Regions from separate parts of the Mus musculus genome. Here region 2 is linked to region 1. A link is a contact called in public HiChIP or PLAC-seq data. All regions are on one chromosome and are shown on one strand. Each heading gives the region's core, a stretch centred on a gene start, on an enhancer-like site or on the middle of the called end of the contact. The rest is flanking DNA. Distances are from core to core; before and after follow the strand shown.

The links. HiChIP or PLAC-seq counts read pairs in DNA pulled down with a chosen protein or histone mark.
Region 2: a contact with region 1 is called in an H3K4me3 HiChIP or PLAC-seq map of the SCID.adh cell line, with 21 read pairs. The contact joins the enhancer-like site here to the promoter of Lclat1 in region 1. A contact is called at or near these places in 2 of 39 promoter capture datasets (cancer-associated fibroblasts and neural stem cells), 3 of 15 datasets of contacts at CTCF or cohesin (CD8 T cells, the NIH/3T3 cell line and pro-B cells), 27 of 484 Hi-C or Micro-C datasets (B cells, the C10 cell line, CD8 T cells and 19 more), 21 of 115 datasets of contacts at active chromatin or transcription factors (the 230-238 cell line, the HPC-7 cell line, PVALB interneurons and 18 more) and 2 of 9 other capture datasets (adipose tissue and liver).

The regions. Positions count from the first base shown.
Region 1 is chr17:73,105,304-73,111,922 of GRCm38.p6, reverse strand. It overlaps Lclat1 (lysocardiolipin acyltransferase 1), which reads right to left and starts at 3,938. Exons shown (of 6, transcript NM_001177967.1): 1 at 3,767-3,938.
Region 2 is chr17:72,937,661-72,944,693 of GRCm38.p6, reverse strand. Lbh (limb-bud and heart) reads right to left here. Exons shown (of 3, transcript NM_029999.4): 3 at 2,748-5,438. The coding sequence ends at 5,250. Among named protein-coding and RNA genes, the nearest start is that of Lbh, 23 kb to the right of the region's middle. Within about 2 kb of position 5,668, at least 91 of the 459 cell types and tissues checked have an H3K27ac peak or open chromatin away from gene starts, as enhancers often do. A contact at or near this core is called in CD8 T cells, CD8 central memory T cells, DN3 thymocytes and 14 more, where this site is marked.

The DNA.
Region 1 (6,619 bases), core at 2,689-5,188:
CTCTATACTTTAAAATAGCTCTTAAGAATATTAGACATCAAAACTGCACAGGACATTAACTCTCTTATAGCCCCAACACTCACTCAAGAGACTGAGTGCCTAGGATTGCCTAGAGTTTGAAGCCAGCAGGGATTACCCGATTAAGTTCCGAACCAATCTGCACCACAGATAAGACTGCGGTCCTAGAAACAAAGCAGAATGGACACACTACTTAACCAAAGCAACTGCAGCCAATACCACAGATATCGAAGGGTGCTGAAGAATGAGCTGGTTGTTTATACAACCGAAAAGCCTTAAAAACTCAGCTCACACGTTCCCCTTAGCACATGATATACCTGTACACATATAGTGAAGGTATGGAAGAACACAGGAGCCAGGCTTCGTGGTGCAGAACTGTAAACTCAACTATTTATAGGGCTGAGACAAAAAGAACACACAAGTCCTAGACCTTCCTGAGCTAAAGAATGAGTTCGAGACTAACCCTTTTTCTCTACATCACAGAACTTATGGAGGTACATTGAAATGACTTACTCGGCAGTCCAACTAACCCAACAATGGCCAGCTGTGAATGGGAAGTCCACGAATCTACAAGTTGCTCAGCCCCACGAGTCTAGGTGTTTCAGCTGGAATCCTAAAGGAGTAGGTACCAGCAGATGTGCTGGCAGTAAGTACAAGCAGGCAAAGAAGAATGAACTCTTCCTGTTTCCATTGTCCTTATATAGGCCTCCAGCAGAAGGTATGGCCCAGATTAAAGGTGTGTACCTCCATGCCTGGACCTAAGCTTTTCTGGTAACTTGCTCTGTCCCAGGCTAGCCTTGAACACAAAGATCTGCTTGCCTCTGTCTCTTGGGATTAAAGGTGTGTACCGCCTTGCCTGGACCAAAGCTTTTCAGAGCCACTATGCCTCATGATTTGGAACAGCAACAACAACCAAAAAGCCTGTGTCTTCCAGCCTGGCTGGAAGATCTGGATCACAGGTGCGCCCTCCATTTCTGGACTGTAGTTCATTTCAGATAGAGTCAAGTTGAATAGCTATCACACCCTGCCTGTCTCTAAAAAATAAAAAAAGGGGGCTGGGTATAGTTCAGTGATAGAATACTTGTTTAGATGTGCAAGCCCCTGAATTCAATCCCAGTACAAGAAAGAAAGAGAGCCATAGGCTGGACTCACAATGCCAGCTGTATGGTTTAGGACAAATGACTTAAATGTCAACGAGCTCCAGTTTCCTCATCTGTTAAAGTACACACTTTACACGGATGTTGGGTGACTAAGTTGACACTTACTTATAAGGCCCTTGACATGCCACAAGCACAGCAGAATAAACTAATAAACGTCAATTCTTACCATACTGTTTTTAAGTCTTTTATATGAACACCCCTCCCTTAGAAACCTCAATGAATGTCATCTCTATTCAGAGACAAAGCACCTCACAGAAGTTACATAATTACCACATTTTAAGAAGCAACCTAGCTGGGTGTGGTGGCGCATGCCTTTAATCCTAGCACTTGGGAGGCAGAGGCAGGCGAATTTCTGAGTTCAGACCAGCCTGGTCTTCAGAGTGAGTTCCAGGACAGCCAGAGCTGTACAGAGAAACCCTGTCTCGGAAAAACAAAAACAAGAATAAGAAGAAGCAGCCCAGGGATCCACCCCATAATCAGCTTCCAAACGCTGACACCATTGCATACACTAGCAAGATTTTGCTGAAAGGACCCAGATAGAGCTGTCTCTTGTGAGACTATGCCGGGGCCTAGCAAACACAGAAGTGGATGCTCACAGTCAGCTATTGGATGGATCACAGGGCTCCCAATGGAGGAGCTAGAGAAAGTGCCCAAGGAGCTAAAGGGATCTGCAACCCTATAGGTGGAACAACATTATGAACTAACCAGTACCCCGGAACTCTTGACTCTAGCTGCATATGTATCAAAAGATGGCCTAGTCGGCCATCACTGGAAAGAGAGGCCCATTGGACACACAAACTTTATATACCCCAGTACAGGGGAACACCAAGGCCAAAAAAATGGGAATGGGTGGGTAGGGAAGTGGGGGGGGAGTAGGGGGGACTTTTGGGATAGCATTGGAAATGTAATTGAGGAAAATACATAATAATAAAAAAGAAAGAAAGAAAGAAGAAGAAGCAGAAGCAGCAGCCACCTAGTTACCACTACATATAACCTCAATCCTAGGCCAAACTGACTCTATCTCCCCAGATTCAGTTTGAAAGAGTCCCTCCTAACGTATGCAGGAGCCAACCTCTTTAGACCTGGTGGGAACATTTGCTCAAATTAAAGCCACGTGGAAACCACAGTGCAAGATACTCGGGGCACCCCTGAGACAGAAGCTATTAGGACTGAAGCTAAGTGCTCTGTGTCTTTTCAATTCCTTTACTAAATCAAAAACACCTAAGTCTAAGGCCTGGCGTGATAGCTCAATGGTTTAAAGCACTTACTCCTCTTTTAAGGGAGCAGGGTTGGGTTCCCCACACCCACATTAGGTGACTCAAAAACCATCTGAAACTCCAGCTCCAGTGTCACCACACTGTGTGGTGAATATAAACTCATGCAGCCTCGCATACACAAATACAAATTTTTTAATACATGAATTTTGCAAAGTCTTTCATCAAAATAGTATTTTAAAAAGTAGCCCATCCAACTCTTTAAACTTTTTGTGACAGGGGGTTTCTTTCCCGAAACACGTGATGGGTATGAATGGGAAGCATTTTATCTTGGTAAGGCCTTCACCAATTTCTTTTTCAATACTTTCCTTGGACTTAACTGAATGTAAAACTCAGCTCTGTCTACATCCAATCAGAGGCGACTAAGCCTTCAGGCAAGAACCAGGAAACAAAACAGCTCCACAACCACAAAGAAACACCTTATGCCTTGTCTTTATTGCTTCTGGTCAAACATAATCTTAGATGTTAAGATACAACTTGAGAAGCCGGGCGTGGTGGAGCACGCCTTTAATCACAGCATTTCGGAGGCAGAGGCAGATTTCTGAGTTTGAGGCCAGCCTGGTCTACATAGTGATACAAAGTGACAGCCAGGACTATACAGAGAAACACTGTCTCGAAAAAAAAAACAAAAACAAAAACAAACAAAAAAAGAACAACAAAAAAGATACAACCTGAGAGACCAAACCTGCCAGGTGGGCGTGGTGAAGCACGCCTGTTATCGCACCAATACAAGGGCAGAGGCAAGGACCATGAGAGGCCAGCCCTTAGCTAGAGCGAATGCCAATAAAAAGGAAAATTGGACTCGAAGTCAGCCTTCAATGTGGCCTATCGTTCTTTCTGTGGCACTGCCACCTAGACCTAGGGCACACCTCTGTCACCTGCAAGAAACAAACTGCTTGAACCCTGAAAAACTCTCTTGTGGGCCGTTCACGTGGCGACCCCTGGAAAGCCTTGTGCTCCTGGAATCTGGACCCTGACACACCGTAGGCGGTGTAGGGGGACCCGGCAGCTCCCGGGTTTCACCGAGGTGTGGTGTGGACAGGAAGGTGAGCACAGAAGGGGCACCCGACGCTCCTCGCCCCCGCATCCTGATCAGCTCTGGAGGCTTCGGCCTCCCTCCCAAGAGCCGATCGCCCTAAGCCCTCCACCCAATTCCCGCCAGTGTCCGTCCCCCAGGGCCCACCCGAGGAGGCCTGCTCCGGGGAAAAGCCGCCGAGCCGCAGCTCTCCATCCGCCCACTCGGGAAAAAAAAATCCCTTGGCTGCCGCCATGTTCCCGCGCCGAAGCCCACACCTGACACCGCGGGCCGCGCACCTGGGACACACCGGGGGAAACGCGCGACGTCGCGGGGACACTGGGGCGAGACAGCGACTCCACGGGGGTCACAACCTGGGAGAAGAACCCGCCGCTAATTCATCCCGAAGCGGGGAGGCGTCGAGCCCCGTCGCCTTAGTAATGCGTCCCTCCGGGCTCCACCCTGATTGGCTCCTGGCGCAGTGACGCAAGGCGTCTCCGGCTGCGTGGGAAGCCCTTGAACCGGGCGCTCCGCCCCTGCTCCGCAGTGGGGAGAGACCCCGGGCGTCGTCTAAGCTCCTTTAAAGGAACCGCGCCCCAGATCAGTGTGGCCAGGCGCAGATGCCTGCCAAAGCTGGTAGGGGTAGAGGAGCAAGAAACCAAAAATGAGAACTCAAGCGGTGGTCTCCGGGGAATCTAGTGGTTGCGTAGGGGGATGGCAAAGCTAGAGCACTCATTTGCAAGCCTAACGTTTACGTCAGGAATCAAAGGGCAATTTAGTATCCAGCCAATTCTAGAGCCTGAGTTTCTGCTGGCACAAAACTCAAGACACCTTCAACGCCTGAGGTTACCTCATGGAAAATAAATCGGAGGCAATCATTTACAACTCTTACTTTCTTGCCTCATGTAAAGAGCAAATGATCACGCAGTCAGTTCTAGAGCCAGGTTCCTGATGGTGTAAAACTAAACGCACCTTCATTCAACCCCTAAAGTTGCAGGATGGAAAACGCAGAGACACTAAATGACAAGCGTTATTTTCTTGCCCCAAGTCAAAAAGCAACTCCAGGTTCTGTGGTGCGCAACTGTTGCTAATTCGCAGTGTTTGCTCAAGTCTCAACGTTTCCTCTTCTGGATGGCCCAATCAGTTTTTATGTTGCTGTCGGGTTTTTGTCGTTGTTGTTGTTGTTGTTTGGTTTTTTGGGTTTTTTTTTTTTTTCTGTTTGTTGGTTTTTTTGGTTTTTTTTTTTTTTTCTGTTTGTTGGTTTTTTGGGTTTTTTTTTTTTTTTTTAAGTTTGGTTTGGTTTGGTTTGGTTTTGTAGGACACTCTTTTGGAAAGGTCTTTGTGCCTTTCTACAGTGTTGGATCTGGCTCCAAACCTACCAGACTAAGCACCTGGATGCTAGAGACTGGTTAATTTAACCTCTTTGCGTTTCCCCTGCACAATACCTTCTTGCTGACTTTTAACAGATAATAGACATCTTTAAAAATATGAAATGTCCACACATAGCCGACAGAGCCTTTCAACAGCTTTTCATTTATGTTTATTCATTTAATCTGTTTATTTAACATGAAACAGAGAGAAATGAATTTTTAAGTTCAGGGTAGCCTTGTGTGGTAGTACATGCCTGTAGTCCCAGCAGTCCCCATAACAGAGCCAGGAGACTGCCTCTGCAAGACTCTAAATTTTAAAAAACAAATGCAAGGTGCCTTCGCGCTCAGAGCCAGCGTTACCTCTCCTTTACCTTTATTCAATACTTAAGTGTTTGAGATGTGCCACAATTGTATTAGAAAACAGAAAATACAACGAAGGAAAAAAAGCAGCACAAAAATGCAGTTATCCCTCAGAGGTTGAACGGACCTCACTTTTGTCTCTAAACTCAAGAGTTCTGGGAAAATCTTAGGAATTTTAAGGCTTGTCATTGTTTTGAACTTAACATGGGGATCCCCCAGAACCTCTCAAGAATGCACCGCTGTGAGTTCTCTGAGGATTTAAAGAGTCTATACATAGCCTTCCCTCTACTAGAGATTCCTCTTTTGTTCTAATGGATTAAAGGAGAGTAGTGAAGAAAGATGGATACCCGAGACTCCAGGATAGCCCCCTCAACTTAGATCCTTTAACCAACATTTCTCAACATAAAAATAAATCAGAGTACTTTTCTTTCCCCAGTCTGTAGTTATTTAAGACACAAAAAAGGGGGGGGGGGCTAGGCAGTGGTGGCTCACAACTTTAATTCCAGAATTGGAGAGGCAGAAACAGGCAGATCTCTGTGAGTTCCAAGCCAGCCTGATCTATAGCATATAAGAGACTTTGGAAAAGGACTGAAGAAGAAGAAACGTGGGTCCTCATGTACAGCAGTCTCTCCTTCAGTCCTTGCAGCCTAAGAGTCCTCTCAGGTCTTGAAATTGAGCAGCAGATTAGAATTTTCTACTGGGGTGACGTCTGAACCCACTTTTTCACTTATCGCTCATCAGCTCAGACTATATATTATACAGTACCATTATCGTCTGCCCACATACCCCCTGCCTAAAGAAAAGGATGCTATGTTCCATCAGCCATCTTCAGAAGGTCAGGTCAAGATCCCTGGATGCCACTTCAACCTTGCCATCCATTATGGTAATTAGATTGTCACTGCTTCTCAGAACTGTCTCGGCTCCTCTGGCATCTTTCATTCCCCGATGCGACTATTATAAATAACAACAGTCCCATTAGACATGTCCTGCTTTTAGAAGACAAACACCTCTGAGCTTCTCAGTGATGCTGTTACTCTCTGGCAGAGCCTTGAGCCTCGGAGTGATAAGCAATGTCATCCAGGCCCTTGCTGTGGGGGACAGAGGGAGCCAGAAAAGTTTCTAGTCAGTTGGCCAATCCATTTGCAGTTTCTCTGATTTTTTTTGTTTTTATTTCTATTTCCACATTGTACCATGAGAGTTCTGGGATCTCTCTTTCAACGTGGTCATTTGCTTTCCCTGGATTTTAAGAGTCATCCCAGCAGTATATTAGAGTTGGCTCCCAGAGCTCAGACCATGGGAGGTGGGACACTGATTTCCCTCCTCAACTGTCAAGACAAGATGAGATTTGCCACACAGACCCAAGTAAGTGGACCCTGTATCTTCCAACAGAGGCAAAGAGGCCTACTTGAATCTGAGGGTTCC
Region 2 (7,033 bases), core at 4,419-6,918, 170 kb after region 1:
TCAGGATCTTCAAAAAGAGGGGAAACTCCCGACGGGTGGAGGCCAGCTAAGTATTTGAGTCTTCACACTCCCATGCAAGAGCTGTCTGTCTTATCTCCAATCCCCAGACAAGAATACTGAGGAGTCTAGACAGTAAGAAATTGGCCTGAAGTACAAATGAAGGAGCCAAATTATATCAGCCCCGTGTAACACAGCCAAGCTCACCAGTCACCACTCCATGTACCTCCATTAGGAGGTTTGAAAAGTTGGACGGTGTTGATGGGCCAACCACGAGAAAGGATGAAGGAGCTATTTTCAAACAAAGAATCATTCTGTCTAGAAGGTTACATGAGGCAGAAGTGAAGAGTTAGGGTTCTGTGACCAGAAGTTAGTGGCCTTTGGAAGGCCACTGGTAGCATAGCTGCTGAGGAGACTGCTATGCTCCAGAGTCACCTTAGAACCTTTGTCAAAAAAAAAAAAAAAAATCAACTGTCCTATGTCTGATTATCTCTGGGCTCCATTCTGTCTTACTAATCTATTTGTTTACTTTGATGCAGAAGCTGTTCTGTCCTCGTGGCTGTTGCTTTGTGGTAAGTTTTGAAACTAAGAACTGCAACTCTTCAAAGTTCCAGTTTCTCTTCCAATATTGCTTTGGCCCTTTTGGGTCTTTTGCAATGTTATAGAAATTTTAGCATTGGATCATCATTTTTTTCTCAGAAAACAGTTTTCTTGAGATTTCTGATTGCTTTGAATCTATAGATGAATCAAGAACGTACCAACTTAATTACATCAAGTCTTCGAGTCCATGAACATGGTATATCTCTTATGTTTATGTCTTCTCTAGTTTCTCTCAGCGTTGTAGATTTTGTTGCCCATGTTCTATATACCTAACATTCATCCCTAAGTGATATATTGTATGTGCTAGGATAAATGTTATATTATTTAAATTTCAATTTCGACTTGTTTATTACTACATAGAAATCCAATACATTTTTATATGTTGGGTTTAGATGCTGTAACCGTGCAAAGATCACATTGATTCCTTCTCCTTTTTTGTACTTTCATAGTATTTTCCATATAAATGCAAGTAAAGAGAGTTTTCAGAGTTTGTGTTCAGGAAGTCCATATTAGATGAACTCTTCAGGATACTGGAGTGATATTAGAGGAACGGCCTAACATGGAGACGGATGGATTTCTCAAGCTACCCTCAGGCTCACAGATGCATTCATCTGGTAGCTTCATTATGGCTAACATCTGTATGGATTGACATTCTACTGGATATCGGACACCAGCACAGATCATGTGATTATTTCTACCCACCATTGTTAGGGGTCTAAATGAGGGCTTAGTGGAAGCAAAAAAAATGCATAGCCTCAGGGTTAGAAAATGCTCAAAGATTCCTTCTCCAGAGCACTACCTTCTTTCCCTCTGACATCTGTAAAGCCCTTTCTGGCCTCCTATCAGTATCGCCTCGCCTCCTCCCTCTGAGTCAGAGTATGTCAGGATGTGAATCTTCCACTTGGGATGAAATGCAAGCTTCCCCATCCCTGAGCACTCCTTGTCACATTATTTCTTTCCATCTATCCTGGTCCAGTTCGTTCCAAGCCCCTCTGTGCAGCTTTCCCACACACACTAAGTCTTTCCTCTCTCCTCTACTCCTATGCAGACCAATTCCTCGTCATGTATCCTGAGCCCTCCCTAACATTCCCACTGACCTGATAATTGCTCTCAGAGCACCCAGCCCTTCCTGACCTTGAACTTGAGCTTATCATTTGACACTAACCTGGTGACATACTATGAGCCTGGGTCACCGAGGGACTGTGTACTTCCCCTACTGACAAGCGGTGGGCACTCATGGATAGTTGGGGCCACGTTCCATTTCTCTGTACTCATATCTAGGTCCAGCTACCCCCTCCCCCATCCCAGCCTTTATGAGCAATCTTACGACGCATCCTAAGCGTCTCTTCCTTTCAAGACTTTTGGCTTCCTGTTTAAAAAAAAATCTTCCCGAGTGACTCTATAAACATATGGATGCCTAGTCCACTTCAAATCCTTGAAATCCAAGTTTCTTGAGGCAAGGGCCTAGCATTTGCTCGTGGAATCCTCCAGAGAGTTCTGATATACATCAGGAATGGAGAACCATGAACACTGAAGAAAGCCTGTTACCATTCAACCCCGTGTCGGATGGACAACTCTGTGTTAGATGGACTCTCCTAGACTATGAAAGCCAAGTTGTGGAATGGTGTCTGCTGAGTGTAACGGTCACCCCCAAGGTCAGGTTTGCTGATGTTCCTCACAGAGGAAGAGACTGGAGCAGGGCCATTATACCCTGACCTGGGATTCCAGCCACCGTCCCTCCAGGTTTCTGTATTTCTAGCCCAGCTGTGTGTGGACTCTGAAGGTGTTAGAGTACACACAGGGTGGAAAGCTGAATGAAGAGAACACTGAGTTTATTCAACTATGGGGATGTTGTCATTCATGACTGAGTGAGACTTTTTGGTGATATGTCTACTACTTTAGTTAGGCTCACCATGTTTCTACTTAAAAAGAAAAAAACAATAGATTCATTCACCATGTTGGACTCGGATGAACAGGCTTTTCTGTTCTTCATGTTTCCCTATGAACAGTTAGTGTTAGAGGCCAGCAATAGTGATGCATGAGAGACCTCTGCAGCCTGAGTGCTTGTTCTTGTGAGCTGAATCCATCCCATCCATCCAATACAATGGGGGGTCGGGGGGGGGGGGCGGGGAAGGAACCCAAACCAAAATGGAAAGCATTTTCAAACTTTATTTACAACTGTCACAGTGACAAAAAGTAGTTTGGAAAAAAAAATGCTAGTTTCTCCCTGAGCCTCAATACAGAACAGACAGAAGTCACAGGAGGTTCATCTCACAACAGGCATGTCACTGAAATACTAGGATTTTTTTTTCAATACGATCAGTTAGAAATACACACAAATTACTTAAAGAAAGAGGAGGAGGAAGACAAGGAAGAAGAGAAGGAAGAGGAAGAGGAGGAGGAGGAGGAGGAGGAGGAGGAGGAGGAGGAGGAGGAGGAGGAGGAAAAGAGGAGGCCAGACAGGAGCTCAGCCACTTGTCCAAGAGCAGCTGGGTCCCCCCAACAGGCTCAACCGCTGAGGGGCCTGTAGCGGTCAGCCCCTGACCTGCTCAGACAGCACATGGTTGTTCAACACAGTCTAGTGACCAGCAAAAGGAAGAAGCCACCCCAGAGACACACATATACACAAAGCTGATTTGATACTGGATTTACAAGCACATCCCATCACACGGCAAGACCAAGACAGATAACTGGGGTAGGGATGAGAAGACACCACAACACGGGAATTTAAAAGGCCAGACACCTGTCCATAAAGGGAGGCGAGGGATGAGAAACGCTGCGGGGGAACAGGAGTGGGATGAACAGATCTCTGTAGCCAAAACAGAGCAGAGTGGAAGCAAGAGAGAGAGAAGCTCTCTGGTTGCAGGGTTGGCTGCAGCCCTCTCCCACTTCTGCAAGGAGCCGGAAAAAAGTTATTGCCATCGGTGTGTATCACAGGCAGACGACAGAGGGAAGAGACGGGGGAGGGGGTGACCATCGGCATCCCAGAACCAAACCTTGCTGAATGCCGTGTCAACAGCACACCCCCCACGCTCTTGCCCCAACGTGGCCCAGAGCCACACTGACTTTGAGGTATTAAATAGAACCAGACAAACGAGTCCAAAGACGGGGGTCAACCTGGACTGACAAGAGACGTGAGGGGACATTTGTGAGTGCCTTGGTTGGCTAAGTGAAGCCTAAGGAAGGCTTTAAGTCCACCTCTTGACCAAACAGCCCTGCTCTAAAAATTCTGTCCTCTAACCCGCTATTCCAGAAGGTTCTGAGCTATGATCAGAGCTAAATCCAAATGTTAATTTCCCCATGCAACTGCTGCCCTTTCCAGAGACAGGTAAAGTGGGGAAGGAATAAAGGCTGCTATTCTACAAGGATACTCCAGCACACCCTGTATCTTCTCCCAACCTGTGCTCAGGAGCAACAAGAGGAGAAGCCGTGATCTCACAACAGCTACTGTCTCAAACTGGATGCCACAGCTGCTCCACTGGAGGGCTGATTCCCACATGGGAATCAATGCGGCACCACCCAGGCCCCTGCATGGAAGCCCGCTAGCCAGCTTCCCAACCAAGAAGCACACTCTGCTTTTAGCGCCCATGGAAGCCGGGCTGGGAAACCCATTGGAGTGGCCCTGCTGCAGGTCAGATGAACAGTGACAGGCCACAGCATAGCTGGGGACCGTCCACCTGACTGCTGTGGCCAAAGGAGAAAGGAAGGGCAGGCCTGAGAAAGCCGACACTTCTACCCTCCTGCTCCATAGAGATTACATAAGAATTCTTGGGAGATCCACCGTGGGAGGAGGCACTCCCTATTCAGGCTGCAGCCTTGGAGTGCCTCACAAGGGCAGGAAGTGCTCTGGCTGTTCCCCTTATATACTGGGAGGCAGAAGGGGGTAAATAGGGAGAAAAACTCAAAAGTACTATGTCTTAAAGCCTCCCAGGTCCCTGGGGACTCTGACAGCCTGAAGCATCTGGGGAATGGTGGTGGAGTCTTCCTTTCCTCTGTATCCCTCCATCTGGCTTCCTAGGCAGTTTACCTGGCCCGACTTCTCTGTGGGTGACCAAACACACTTGAAATGAAAACAAAGGCTGGTGGCTGTGAGCAACAGAGCAGGAGATAAGGACTTGGTTGTCAGATGCCCCAGTAGCCAGGACAAATGCTGGAAAGAGCAGCACTTCCTGGCTGTAGTTCTCTTTAAAAGTGTAGAGTTTGTTTTGTTTTGTTTTGTTGTTGTTGTTGTTCTTCTTCTAATCCAAAATCTTTCTTGCTCATTTGCTCACCCCCTCAGCCCGAACTGCACCCCCCCCCACACACACACATGTGCACGCACTGCCTCTGGCACTAGAGTTCAGATAGGGATCTTCGAAGCAGCACCCCTTCCCCCCACCCCCCCCTCCACCCCTGTTCTCAGCAACTTCCTTTCTCAGCCTTGCAAGTTGTCAGAGGGCTCCATTGCTCAACGAATTTAAAAACAAACCAAAAAAAAAAAAAAAAAAAAAAAAGAAGAAGAAAAGAAAACCGACTCGGTGATTTTCAGGTGCAAAACGGAAGCCTCGTTTGACATTTTCACAATGACTGTGGCTCATTCTCTTCTTCCATCACCATGGGAAAAACAGTTCAGGTGTGCTGGCTGGCATGACCCAGGCGAGCCTGCGTGGACTCTACTGGTCCTTCTTTTCATTTGTTGTCTCTTCACAGTTGTCTTGCTCATCCTCCTGGACCAGGAATTCCTCAGGAGGCCACCGGAGCTCCCCGCTTTCCACCTCCCCTTCAGTGGGTTCCACCACTATGGAGGGCAGGCGGTCCTTCAGCTTGCAGCAACGGTCAAAGTCTGATGGGTCCGGAAAGATCTGAAAATTTAAAGAACAACGCAGACATCTGGTCATATATACATCTGAAAGAGAAACGTGTTTCTTTCTTTACACACACACACACACACAGAGAGAGAGAGAGAGAGAGAAAGAGAGAGAGAGAGAGAGAGAACACTGGCTGTCTTCCAAGGATTATGTTCTGCCTTCTAAACACTGTGGGTGTAAGACAGAATCCAGGGGAATACGTTCTAGAGAAAACTATCTCTAAGCCAGATTTTTTTTCCCAATCCTAAAGCTAAAATTTTGTGGACCATACCACTGAACAAGAGGGTGGGTGTAACTCTGTTTCTAGTGCTTTACTTCTAGATAAAAGAATAAAAAAAGATCACGTTTCTCACGGTATGCCGGGCTTTGCTTTGGAATAAGCAAGCAGTTAATGCCTGCAATCCACACCATACAGCAGGCGCTAAAACATTACATTTCTGCCAGAATAATTATTGGTGCCCAGAAGAAATAAACAACCAAATCGTTCATCGTTTTAAACTAACACAGTCAAAAATCAAGTGTTGTTCGGGTTATGTTAAAAGTCCCAGGCTTGGGCAAACTAGTCATCTAGGCCCTTCTAGCCTGGACGGAACTAAGGCTCAACCTCAGGTGTGCTTGCTCCCATGCTCCTGTGTCACCTGCCTTTTGGATCTCATCGCAACTGCCAAGTCTAAGCCAGATCCAGATCCAGTCAAGGCCTCCAGTCACAAGCTGCCTGGGAAAAGCATCCACAGTGCCTTCCCTTTTCACCTGTGAGCGAGTCCTGGCTTCTTGCCATCAGTACACCTGGAAGACTCCAATCTCCTCCCAGAGTCCCGTGGAAGAGGCCCCAGTCCACTTATGTGGGTCCTTCCCAGTGCTGACCGAAACACTGAGCCAGGCTATAAAACTAGGGGCCAAGTCTGGCTTTGCTTTGCACATACTGCCCTGTGACTACAGCTGACCCAATTCTTTGCCCAGTAGCTAAGCACTTAATCCACCGAGCTGCTGGTCCCTTGCCATTCATAGCCCTCAGTGACACGCCCAAGAGGAGAGAGGAGCTCTGGTCTGGGAAATCTGGGGCTCACCAGATCACTGACACTTGGCACCTTCAAGGCCATCTCCTCCCACCTCTCTGTCTGACAGACAGGAAACCCAGGCCCCAGAGGGGGAAAGGGGACTTCACTGAAGGTCACACAGTCTGTTCAAATTCAAGTGGATGGAAACAGGCGTTGGGAGAAATCCTGGAAACTTGCCTGTTTTGCTGTACTCGGAGGGCAGAAGAAATGCTTATCCCACCGAACATCTGAGGTCTCCCAGGGTGTCTGATCTCCTAGATGCACTCGGAAGCCCGCGTGGGGCTTCTGAGAATCACGGGCCTCACAAATCGTCCCAATCCCTACAGACCAGTGATTATTAACCATTTATCCAATAAAGGCCTATTGCTTGGGATTAAGCCTTAAGCCAGCTGCAGGAGTACGCATCATTAAAGACTTAAAAGGGCTCATAAAATGTATCGTAATAGCTGCCAGAAGGAAAACAAACCAGGGAGGGGCTGGACCCAGGCGGGTCAGAGAGGTCTGGAGAAACTGGCCACCATGTCCTGTCAC